2 separate regions of the Mus musculus genome follow, and region 1 is linked to region 2. The links are chromatin contacts, called in public HiChIP or PLAC-seq maps. All regions are on one chromosome and are shown on one strand. Each heading gives the region's core, a stretch centred on a gene start, on an enhancer-like site or on the middle of the called end of the contact. The rest is flanking DNA. Distances are from core to core; before and after follow the strand shown. Region 1 holds the start of 1700047G03Rik (RIKEN cDNA 1700047G03 gene). Region 2 has its middle 3.5 kb from the start of Gm34444.

The links. HiChIP or PLAC-seq counts read pairs in DNA pulled down with a chosen protein or histone mark.
Region 1: an H3K4me3 HiChIP or PLAC-seq map of the 230-238 cell line shows a contact between it and region 2, with 10 times the contacts expected there. The contact joins the promoter of 1700047G03Rik here to the enhancer-like site in region 2. A contact is called at or near these places in 1 of 39 promoter capture datasets (liver), 1 of 484 Hi-C or Micro-C datasets (liver), 3 of 115 datasets of contacts at active chromatin or transcription factors (the 230-238 cell line and embryonic stem cells) and 2 of 9 other capture datasets (embryonic stem cells and liver).

Annotation. Positions count from the first base shown.
Region 1 is chr15:11,964,282-11,969,323 of GRCm38.p6, forward strand. It overlaps 1700047G03Rik (RIKEN cDNA 1700047G03 gene), which reads left to right and starts at 2,781. Exons shown (of 3, transcript NR_040447.1): 1 at 2,781-2,915; 2 at 3,533-3,623. It also overlaps the pseudogene Gm21997.
Region 2 is chr15:11,367,869-11,373,336 of GRCm38.p6, forward strand. No RefSeq gene overlaps it. Among named protein-coding and RNA genes, the nearest start is that of Gm34444, 3.5 kb to the left of the region's middle. Within about 2 kb of position 2,968, at least 16 of the 459 cell types and tissues checked have an H3K27ac peak or open chromatin away from gene starts, as enhancers often do. A contact at or near this core is called in the 230-238 cell line, where this site is marked.

The DNA of each region.
Region 1 (5,042 bases), core at 1,531-4,030, 600 kb after region 2:
TTCATTGACCTCTGTGCGCTGGGCTTACCACACATACTGTGGTCTGAATCTGACTCATGAGAGCCCAGGCTGGACCCTCTCACAGCTGACCTACACTACAGAAGGCCAGTAGCAAGTTCAGATCAGCCATGCTCACACTACACGCTATCGTGCTGTCAAGTGGGATACTTGGTACTTGAAGACCTCGTGGATCAGCTGAAGGGCCAGAAATCAAGTACATCAAGAAGTCTGAGTCTGGTGCCATGGTAAGAGGAGGGCAAGCAGTAGACGGGGGAGCAGAAGCAGGAGGCCCGTAGCACCGAGTTCAGTGTGGCCTGGGCCCACTATATTTGTCTTCCAGCCAGCACCATGGCCAGCTGCTCCTAGGATGGTAATGTACTCACCTGGACATGGGCACTGTTACCACAAGGTTGCTACATGGAGGGAGGGAGACACAACCTGGTCTATCACAGCTAGCACCCTTGCTGTCTTATGCAGAGACAGTAAGGTGACCCGGTGGAAGGAGTTGATGGACAGGAAGTGTGAGTACACCGGTGGTGTCAGCAAGGGCTGGGGTTCTGTGTCAGCATCAGCAGAGCCGGGAGTGGCATCGGGCAGGCTTTGAAACCCCGTGTGCCATTCGCAGGATGACATTGTAAGACAGCTAACCTGACACATGAAAAGAAGAGCTCTCGCCTGCACTGAGAGTACTTTCCCAGGAACAGTTATAAACATGACCAGATTGACAGTGCATCTTGCTGAACATGACTCCTTGTGGTCTATAATCCACTGCTCAGCTGAAAGAGCTCATAAAGAGGAAACTAAAACGACTTCAAATCTATTATTTAGGATGCATAATCCCAGCACTTGGGAGGCAGAGGCAGGCGGATTTCTGAGTTTGAGGCCAGCCTGGTCTACAGACTGAGTTCCAGGACAGCCAGGACTACACAGAGAAATCCTGTCTTGAAAAACCAAAAAAAAAAAAAAAAAGATGCTTGGGCCAATGTTGTGTACCGTCAGTTCATAGCTTGTGGGAGGGGGGGTTTCCTAAGTAATTAAATAGGATGGGAGAGTGATCTGGCTGTAGCATCTGTCACTCTGTTGATTGCCAGAGTCGCTTTGACTTATCTGGCTGGCTAGGCTGGTATCCCTTCCAAAGCCATTCTGTTGGCTGGACCTTCCCCAGTAGAGGGGGGCCAAGGGTATTCAAGTAGCTTTCATCTCTTGATAGACCCTCCAAATAAACTCTCAAAACACAAAGTAATTAAATAAGATCATTTTGTTTATGGGACCAGAGACATGGCTCAGCACTTGCCAAGACCTGCATTGTGGAAGAAGGGAACCATCATAAGTTGTCCTCTGACCTCCACATGCTCGCTGCGACATGGGCAGGCATGCTTGTGTACTCTCTGTATCTCTGTATCTCTATCTCTCTCTTTCCCCCTCATTCATGTGCACATGTGTGTGTGCACATTAAACAAATACAATAAAAAAAAAATTTTGAAGTCGGGCTGGTGAGCTGGCTCTGGATAAGAGCACTGACTGCTCTTCCAAAGGTCCTGAGCTCAGATCACAGCAACCACATGGTGGCTCACAACCATCCATAATGAGATCTGACGCCCTCTTCAGGTGTGCCTGAAGCTACAGTGTACTTATATATAATAAATAAATAAATCTTTGGGCTAGAGTGAGCATGGCCAGAATAAGCAGAGGTCCTGAATTCAATTCCCAGCAACCACAAGATGGCTCACAACCATCTGTACAGCTACAGTATACTCATATATACATAAAATAAATAGATTAAAAATATTTTTTTTTAAAAAAAGAGTATGGATATCAACCCATGACATTACTTCTGTGGAGAAAAGTGTTCACATTGGGTGCCTTAAAAAATAATAATAAGTCAAAAAAGTCTCTGACTCACCGAGCAGGGGTGGCACACACCTTTGATCCCAGCACCAGAGGCAAGCAGATCTTTAGCTCCAGCCCAGCCTGATCTACAGAGCTAGTTCTAGGACAGCCAGGGCTCCACAGAGAAACCCTATCTCAAAAGAAAAAAGAAAAGTCAAAATAATAAGCAACCATTTTATCATGTTTAGAAGGTAAGGATTAGGCTTATTTTAGAGCCTAAAAGCAATGCTGAATTATTAAAACAGGACTTATGAAACTATGAATAAAATAAGCAGGTGGTACCCCATTGTTTGTCTAGTTTGTTCTTGGTTTTGCTTTCCATTTAGTTTGGTTTGGTTTTTCCACGAGTGATGAAAAAATTTTATCCAAGGTCTGACCGTGGCTTTGCTGCCACCTTCTGGCAAAAAAGTGAACACCTTAGGCTATTTGATGACACCGAGTTTCTATAATTTTGTTTAAATTGTGCATTTATTTCAGTTCATCTACTACCACTAAAAATGAAATTTGTTAAAAAGGTAGAGGGAGCACCGAGGGAAAAAAGGTCTTCTTCCAACACATAAGAAAATTCCATTTCTAAACTGTTTTTAATACTGAGTGCCCAGCAGTGGCAGGAAAAGAAAAATGGTGGCCACAAATATAAGCAGAAAATTTGGACGAGAAGGTTAAGGAAAGCCCGTGTGTTGGTTTGAATGAGAATGTCCCCCGCAGGCTCTGTCATTCTGCCCCAGTTGGTGTCGCTGTTCATGATGTGTAAATGTAGTGTCGCTGAAGGAGGCATGTAACTGAGGTGGGGGGTATTGGCAGCTGGGGGTATTGATGAGTGGGAGGGGCATTGGTGGGAGGGTAGGCTTCAAGAGTAAAGAGTTTCCCCTGCTTCCGATCTAACCCCTATGCTTCCTGCTTTAACCGCTATGGAATGGGCTGTTAGGAAGCCACCTTGGAACAAGATCGCCGAGGCAAAGAGTTTGAGGAATGTATCTCATCTCTCATCCCTTCTTCTCTGCCTGCTTCCTGGCTGCCAAGAGGTGATGCTCTGCCCCTCCACTTCCTCCTACCACGATGCCTTGCCCCGGGGCTCAGAGGCAGTGGAGCCAGCCAGCCGTGGACTGAAACCTTTCCTCCCTTTAAGTTCGTGTCTCAGCTATTTAGTCACAGGGATAGGAAGCTGACCAGCACATGGTGTCCTGCTTGCTAGGGAGGAACGTGTTCCCTGAGGTCCTCTAGGGCGGCGTTTCTCAACCTTCCTGACAACGCTGCCACCCTTCAAAACAGCTCCTCCTCTTGGGGTGACACCAACCATAAAGGTATTTTCATGGCTACTTCATAACCGTGAATGCCTGTGTTTTCCTATGTTCTCAGGTGACCCCTCAAACCCCAAAGGGGCCACGACCCACAAGTTGAGAACCGTTGCTCTAGAGCACTGGACCAATTTAGGTAAATGGACAAGAAAGCCTTAGTGGTTTGAATGAGATGTGTCCCATAGCGTAGAGTAGTTAAACACTTGGTCCCAGGTTGGTGGTGCAGCAAGAGAGGCTTAGGAAGGGGTGTGCACATGCTGAAGGAGGTACGTCACTGGGGGCGGGCTTTGAGAGTTTAAAGAATTAAGCCACGCCAAGTTTCCTCTCTTTCCTTTTTGCTTCAGGTTCCCTCGGCTTTCTGTCCATTCCTAATTGTGACTGTTGCTTGCCGTCATGCCTCTCTCCTCCAGCATGGACTCTAACCCTCTAGAAACTGTAAGTCCAAATAAACTTCCTTCTACACATTGCCTCGGCCATGGTATTTCATCACAGCAGCAGGAAAGCCACAGATAGAATAGGGACACGGTATGAGATCATCTTATTCGCAATTCTCTATATCACAGGGTGACTAGTACTGTAATGAAATACCATGACCAAAGCAACTTGGGGAGGAAAGGGTTTATTCCACTTACACAGCACCGTTCATCACTAAAGGCATGCAAGACAGGAACACAACCAGAGCAGGATCCTGGAGGCAGGAGCTGATGCAGACGCCATGGAGGGAGGCTGCTTACTGGTTTGCTTCCCATGGCTTGCTCAGCCAGCTTTCTTATAGAACCCAGAACACCAGCCCAGGGATGGCACCACCCACAACGGTCTAGGCCCTCCCCAAGAAACCACTAAGAAAATGCCATACAGCTGGGTGTTACAGAAGCATTTTCTCAATTGAGTTCCCTCCTTTCAGATGACTCTATCTTGTGTCAAGTTGACATGAAACTAACCAAGACACACTATAAAAATGATATTGTGTGGGACAGGCATGGTGACACCTTTAATCCTAGCACTCAGGAGTCAGAGGCAGGTGGATCTCTGTAATTCCAAGGCTAGACAAGGAAACATATCTCGTATACACACACACACACACACACACACACACACACACACACACTGACATCTTGCAGAATAAATGGCCAGTTCTTTATAAAGGTCACATGAAGGGGGCTAGAGAAACTACTCAGTGATTTAGAGCACAGGCTGTCTTGCAGACAACTGGGGTTCAGTCCCCAGCACCCACATGATGGCTCACGACCAACTATAACTCCAGTTCTAAGAGAGTTAATACACTTTCTTGGGGGGGGGGGGCTTCTTGGGCATCAAGAACACACACCAAACAAGCAAACATCCTTTTTTTTTTTTTTTTTTTTTTTTTGATTAAAAAAAGGGTGTGCATGGAGTTAGCCACAACAGTGAAGTAAGGTGAACTATGAGTCCATTCACCTGACCAGGAACTAGATAGATCCCTTGTATAAACCACTCTGTCCATAGTCCCGCTAAGGGGGGATAAGTAAGCCAGGGTATACACCAATTTACTCATCCATCCATCCATCCATCCATCCAACCACGGGGTACCGCTGGGACTTAACGTGCTTTGAAAGAGGAAGCTGCCACCCACGGTACAACAGCAGCTGCATTTTTTTATAAAGATTTTATGTATGTGAGTACGCTGTCTCTCTGTCTTCAGACACACCAGACGAGGTGTGTGTCCCACTACAGATGGTTGTGAGCCACCGTGCGGTTGCTGGAAATTGAACTCAGGAGCTCTGGAAGAGCAGTCAGTGTTCTTAACCTCTGGGCTGTTTCTCCAGGCCCAGCAGCTCTCTCTTAAACCGTCTGCTCAACTTTCTCCAAGACAGC
Region 2 (5,468 bases), core at 1,718-4,217:
TGTTCCTCAGTTTCAACACCTTTAAAATGGGTATGTAACTCCTTTATGATAATACTGAAGTATTTATTAGTACTGTATGTACAATACGATCTGAGGTTTGCGAAACACCTGTTGATTATTATTATTATTATTATTATTATTATATTCTCGGTTACATGCTAAATCTCCAGGGACAGAGGACCGTGAATTGGAACACCTGCTTCCAGTTAGAGCATTCCCTCTTCGGTTGTTGCTATGAACACTGTACTCCCTCTGTATATGCATTTAAATCAGAGAACAGGCAGGAATAATCAGACACATCTCCAGAATGGAAGCCACTTGTCTTAGAAAGCTATGAGAAGTCACTTCCCTGGGATGTTTCTAAAACCAGCAGAGCTTGGGCGCAGTGCACGTTGTGGGGCCGGGCCTGAGGTACCTTGAGATGCTGCTTTCTAAGAAAACAATCATACAGAATATTAAGTATGAAATGAGGCAGCAGGCTGAGATTGTCGCTCAGTGGTGACGCACTTTCCTGACATAAGCAATACTTTGTGTTGAAGCCCCAAACCTCAAGGGGAAATAGACACTGGTGAGTGAGCATGCTGATGAGATGCCACGAGAGAAACAGCTTCAGCATACTGTCTTCTGGTTTCATCCAGTGCATTCAGGTCCTCACAGAAGACCTCTGTGAGCAACTCTCGTTCTCACCAAAATCAGCAGCACAGAGCCTTGAAGGTTCCAGCAGCCTTGGGACAATCCTCATTAAGTTATAGGCTCCAGAGCTGGGAGAGCTTTGTATGCCCTCTGGGGAGAATCAGTCTTCATGGGGAAGGAGCCCCAGAGGATAGGTTCTATTCACTCTGTTGGATGGAGTTCTCTTGGGATCACCCCTGTTCTCCAGAGAAAGAGGCCAAGTGATCATGAGACAGTGGAATGTACAGCCCCTGCACTCTGTAATCCTTAGTAGACCAATCTCATTGACCTTCAGTCAATGACAACGCAGGCTTCTTCCACTGTTGTCAAGAATAAGTACAGGTATTGAACTCTAAAGCCTTGTCTAAAATTTGGCTCGATTTCACTCTCCTCAGCACGCTGTGTGTCTGCAGGAGAGCAATGATGCTGAGTGATGCAATGGCTGGCTACTCTTGGTGGTCAACTTGACTCTATCTGGAATTAACTAACATCCAAACATGAAGGGCACATCAGTGAGAGCTTCTTGCTTGATTTAAAGTTGGAAGATCCACTTCTAATCCATATTTGGAGGCAGAAAGACACACACCTTTAATCCGGGCCACATCTTTGTGGAAGCCTATATAGGTACTTGGAAGAAGAAATCCTGCTTGCTCCTACTTGCCTTTGCCTTGCTAGTAAGTTCATTCCTTCCCTGGCATTAGAGAATATTTCTTCTGGATTCCAGTGTTTACTGAAAAATAGCTAAGATATCCAGCCTCATGGACGGAGCAACTACTGGATGCTTAGACTTTTGGTTCACAGTCAGCCATTGTTGGATCGGCTGGACCGCAGCCTGTGAGCTATTCTAATAAACCCTCTTTGCGGAGGTCAAGTCTCAGAGTGAGGAGGGTCCTGAGTCAGGGATGAGTGGGAGCAGCACTGATTCAATAATGACTCGGAGTCAGTAGTGGATGCAAGCTGTCAATTCAAGTGCTCTCGCTCTCATTGGCTGATCATTCTCATTATTGTGACCAGAGAGCTTGAACCCAGTCTTTTATTTACTAAAGGGTCATCATCAAAGCTTTAACCATCATTAATCAGTTTTTATAAATCCTTTAATTTACTTACGTTCTAAAAGTCCCGGATCACTATCCCTCAACCTCAATTCCTTAAAATAGAAACTAAACACAAGGGAAAAGCACATTTCCCTGTAGTCTTTACACAGACTGTTCTTCATGGGTAGCTGGGCACAGCACTTGTGGTTTCCTGGTACAGCAGGCAGCAGTCATTACAGTAGCTATTTTCATGAAAGAACAGAAAGGTAACAGACTACTGAGGTTAAAATAATTTCTTACAATGTTTCAAAAATTATGTAAATAAGGCAACTAGCTCTCTCTATCTCTCTAAGCATTGTCATCTCCTCCAAGTAGCTAGGAGAACAAAGTACGAACTTTTTACATGCTTGTATAGCATCTTTTAATTCTCTACTCTTTGTTTACTTATCATAGCCATTCCATGGACTCATGTTCAAAATCGACAATCTCTCCATAAACAGTTAGTTCACTTGCCCACTGTCCTCTTTCATTAAGCCATACTGTCCTTCTATTTGTTTCTAGATCATATACAGGCCTTTCTGCTATAAGATAAACCATTCTATCATTTGCTTATTTATTGTTATTGTTGTTGTTTTGGTTTGTTTTTGGTTTTGTTTGTTTGTTTTTATAGATTCCTCCTTCTTTTCTTATCCATACTTTTTCTTCTTCATACTACTTTAACTCTCTATCTTTGATGTTCCCAAGTTCACTCTGGTTAATTAATGCAGCAGTCATTGGACCAGAGGACGCGTATCTCCTTATATAATTCCAAATTTAAGGTCAAGTCACATAATGAGCAATTTCTATTAAGGGCCATCTTGGTCTCTATGGCCTCCGTGGTTATGTTGTCTAGATCCTTCCCATGACTCTAAAGGCCAGGAAGAAGGCCTGTTCCTCGTCTCCCACAGCCCCATGACCACCACCTTTCCTGAGAATTGCATGTTTTGTTTATTATGGAGTGATTAGCTCTGAGTAATGGGGGAGATATATTCCCCAGAAAGAGAGATTGAAAGTAAAACAAATAGAAGAAAGAGCAGATCAACCTCAGGGCAATAGCAGCCATTAATACACATGGGGATCTACAGCTTGATGATGCTCCAGGGGCAGGAACTGTCACGTTCCCCCTTACGCAGCCGTGCCAGACTCCATGCCCCCTTCTATGCATCTACAGAGAGATTTGTGCTATAGTTCTGTTCCCCTGGAGAGCCCTGACTAATACAGTGAGCGACTGGGCATCTGGACAGAGGAGCAGTCATTGCATCATCTCCCCAGCTAATGCAGCTGTACTTCCTGGAACTTCTGTCCATCTGGATGAAACATTTTGATTACTCTGACAAGTCTGCATTCTTCATGGGCCTTACACTAATTCATCTCAGTTTTTCTTACCAAATTAAATTGCCCTCGTCATGATTGTGGTCGAATGGTAATCACACCTTGAAGGGTTAGGGCAGTCCAGGCTATCTAAATGGGGCTTCCTGCAACACTATCCATTGGGAAAGTAACCAAAGTCCAGATATCTACCCCGCAACCCAGAGCTCTAGATTAGTGGCCTTTGCAAGAGTATGATACCAAAAGATCTTTAAGAAAGGGAGTGGCTAAAGAGTTCTTGATGGGAGCCGTTGATGGGGTGCTTTCCTTGAAGGAGATTGACTTTTCAATGTCAAGAAAAGATGCAATAGAAAGAGACCTTGACGCCCACCCATACCAAGGAGCTGCTGAGCAGGTTGTTGCTGGGTGAGGGAATCATTCTTCTCTGATGCTGTGGACAGTGGTAGGTTTCCCATGCCTCATTGTCAGGCCCTACAAGTATGGACCTATGTGCAGTACCAACTTAGTGGGTTATTGCATAAACAAACACATGAACTTGAGAGGGGTGTGATGGGGATCTGGGGAGGTTTGAAGAGAGAAACGGGATATAATAGTTTTTCATCGTGTTCATGTATGACGTTTTCAAAAATAAAGTAAAGCTTCTAAAGAAATAAATGCCAGTTAAAGACTAAAAACCAGAAGTTGAAAATTAATCCCTAATGTCAGTCCTAAAAAGACAGTGACTTACTGGCTTAAGTAAGAGGCTGTCCTCTGACTGTGGCTATGTGGCTAGAAAAAAAAAAAAGAACATTAATGACCACTAGGAAATGATAGGCATATGAAACTCAAGTGTCAAGTGAACTCAAAAAAGAAAGATGTCTCACTGTAGAATTTTGTGAGCCACAGTGTCTATATTTCCCATGTGAAGTAACTGTTTTGTTTTTCTGCTTCTATAAGTGGAATAAATCGTGTAAGGACCTTGCTAAAAATAATTTTCAGAGTTCTGTCCCAAATATTAATTTTTCATGTCAAGGATCAGCCTATAATTTGAACAAGAATATTAAGTGATTTAGAAATGGCAGTTTAAATGTCCACCATTTGAAAAGCATTTCAGAAGAGCCTGAGCTTTGCCCAGCCTCCTCCCTTTGCCATCCCAAGGACATCTCGTTGATGTAATCTTTCTAACTGAATTCATAGTCAGTGACCAACTTGATGCTATGTCCGTTTCACAGCAGTGGTCAAACCAAGGATTGTACTTTACGGGTTAGATTTTTGGAAAGTTGTTATTTATTAAGAGATCATTGAGGGCAAATTAATTTAGGGAGGCTGTCTGGCCCATGATGTGCCAGCACAGTTGTGTGAACCAGGTGCATCCAGTGGTGCATTGAGTTTTGTGTCCTAGAAGCTGAGCATGTGTCACATGTTTGTAATCCCCGTTACTTGGGAGACTAACGTGGGAGAATTGCATGTATAGAGCCAGCCCAGACATCGTATAAGAACTGATGAAATGTCATCTCCCAGATCTTTGTGTAATGAACAATAGAGTTAAAGTGGCTATGGGTATTTATCATGCTCACGGTTCATCTCTACTTAGTATTACTATTGATATCGGCAGGTGTTAGGGTCAGTGGACACCTCTGGCAGAGTTTCAGATTCTTGTGTTCCTGAACAAGAACCTGGACATTGGGTAGAAACAGAAGCCAGAGACAGTTTGCTAGGAAAATACACTTCCAAAGGAGTAAGGAAGTTGTTTCACAGTACTGTACAACAGAGACTTTACCTCAGGAAAGTGAGCTTTCTGGTTCACTTCTAACATGGGCTTTCTAGGGCTTGCTCAATTACAGGTCTCCATAGCATTTAAATATCTCATTGGCATTTAAATCTTCATGCAGAAGAGTGTGTATTATACTGAGTCACTATGGAGTGCCTGCATACCAGTGGCCTCAACTGGAATGGAGGGAAACGAGAGAAAAGCAGAAATAGGAGCCACTATGTCACCAGGTGGAGCCCTCTACCAATTTCCCTTGAAACCATAACATATAGTATGAGGTTTTCTCGGATGAGGGAAGACCAGTAGAACCCAGCGAGCAAACACAGATGGGTGGGTCATGGTGGATAAATGCCAGTTTCACAGGCAACCTTGGGAGGGCCTTGCCTTTGGAAGTTGTTGCCATTTTCATAACTTCTCCATGTGATTCCAAATACCTCCTATAGATTATCCTTTCCTCTTCTTTGGAAAAAAAACTTTATTTATTTATTTGCTTGTTTATTCATTCATTCATTCACTCATTCATTCATTCATTTCTCTGATCAGAGAAAGAGTTGTGGCTTTGAAGTTGAAAAGACTTTCAGGACTAGCCAAAATTAGGAAGCAGAGCTGGAATTTCTAATTAAAGATATTTTAATAAGGCTGAA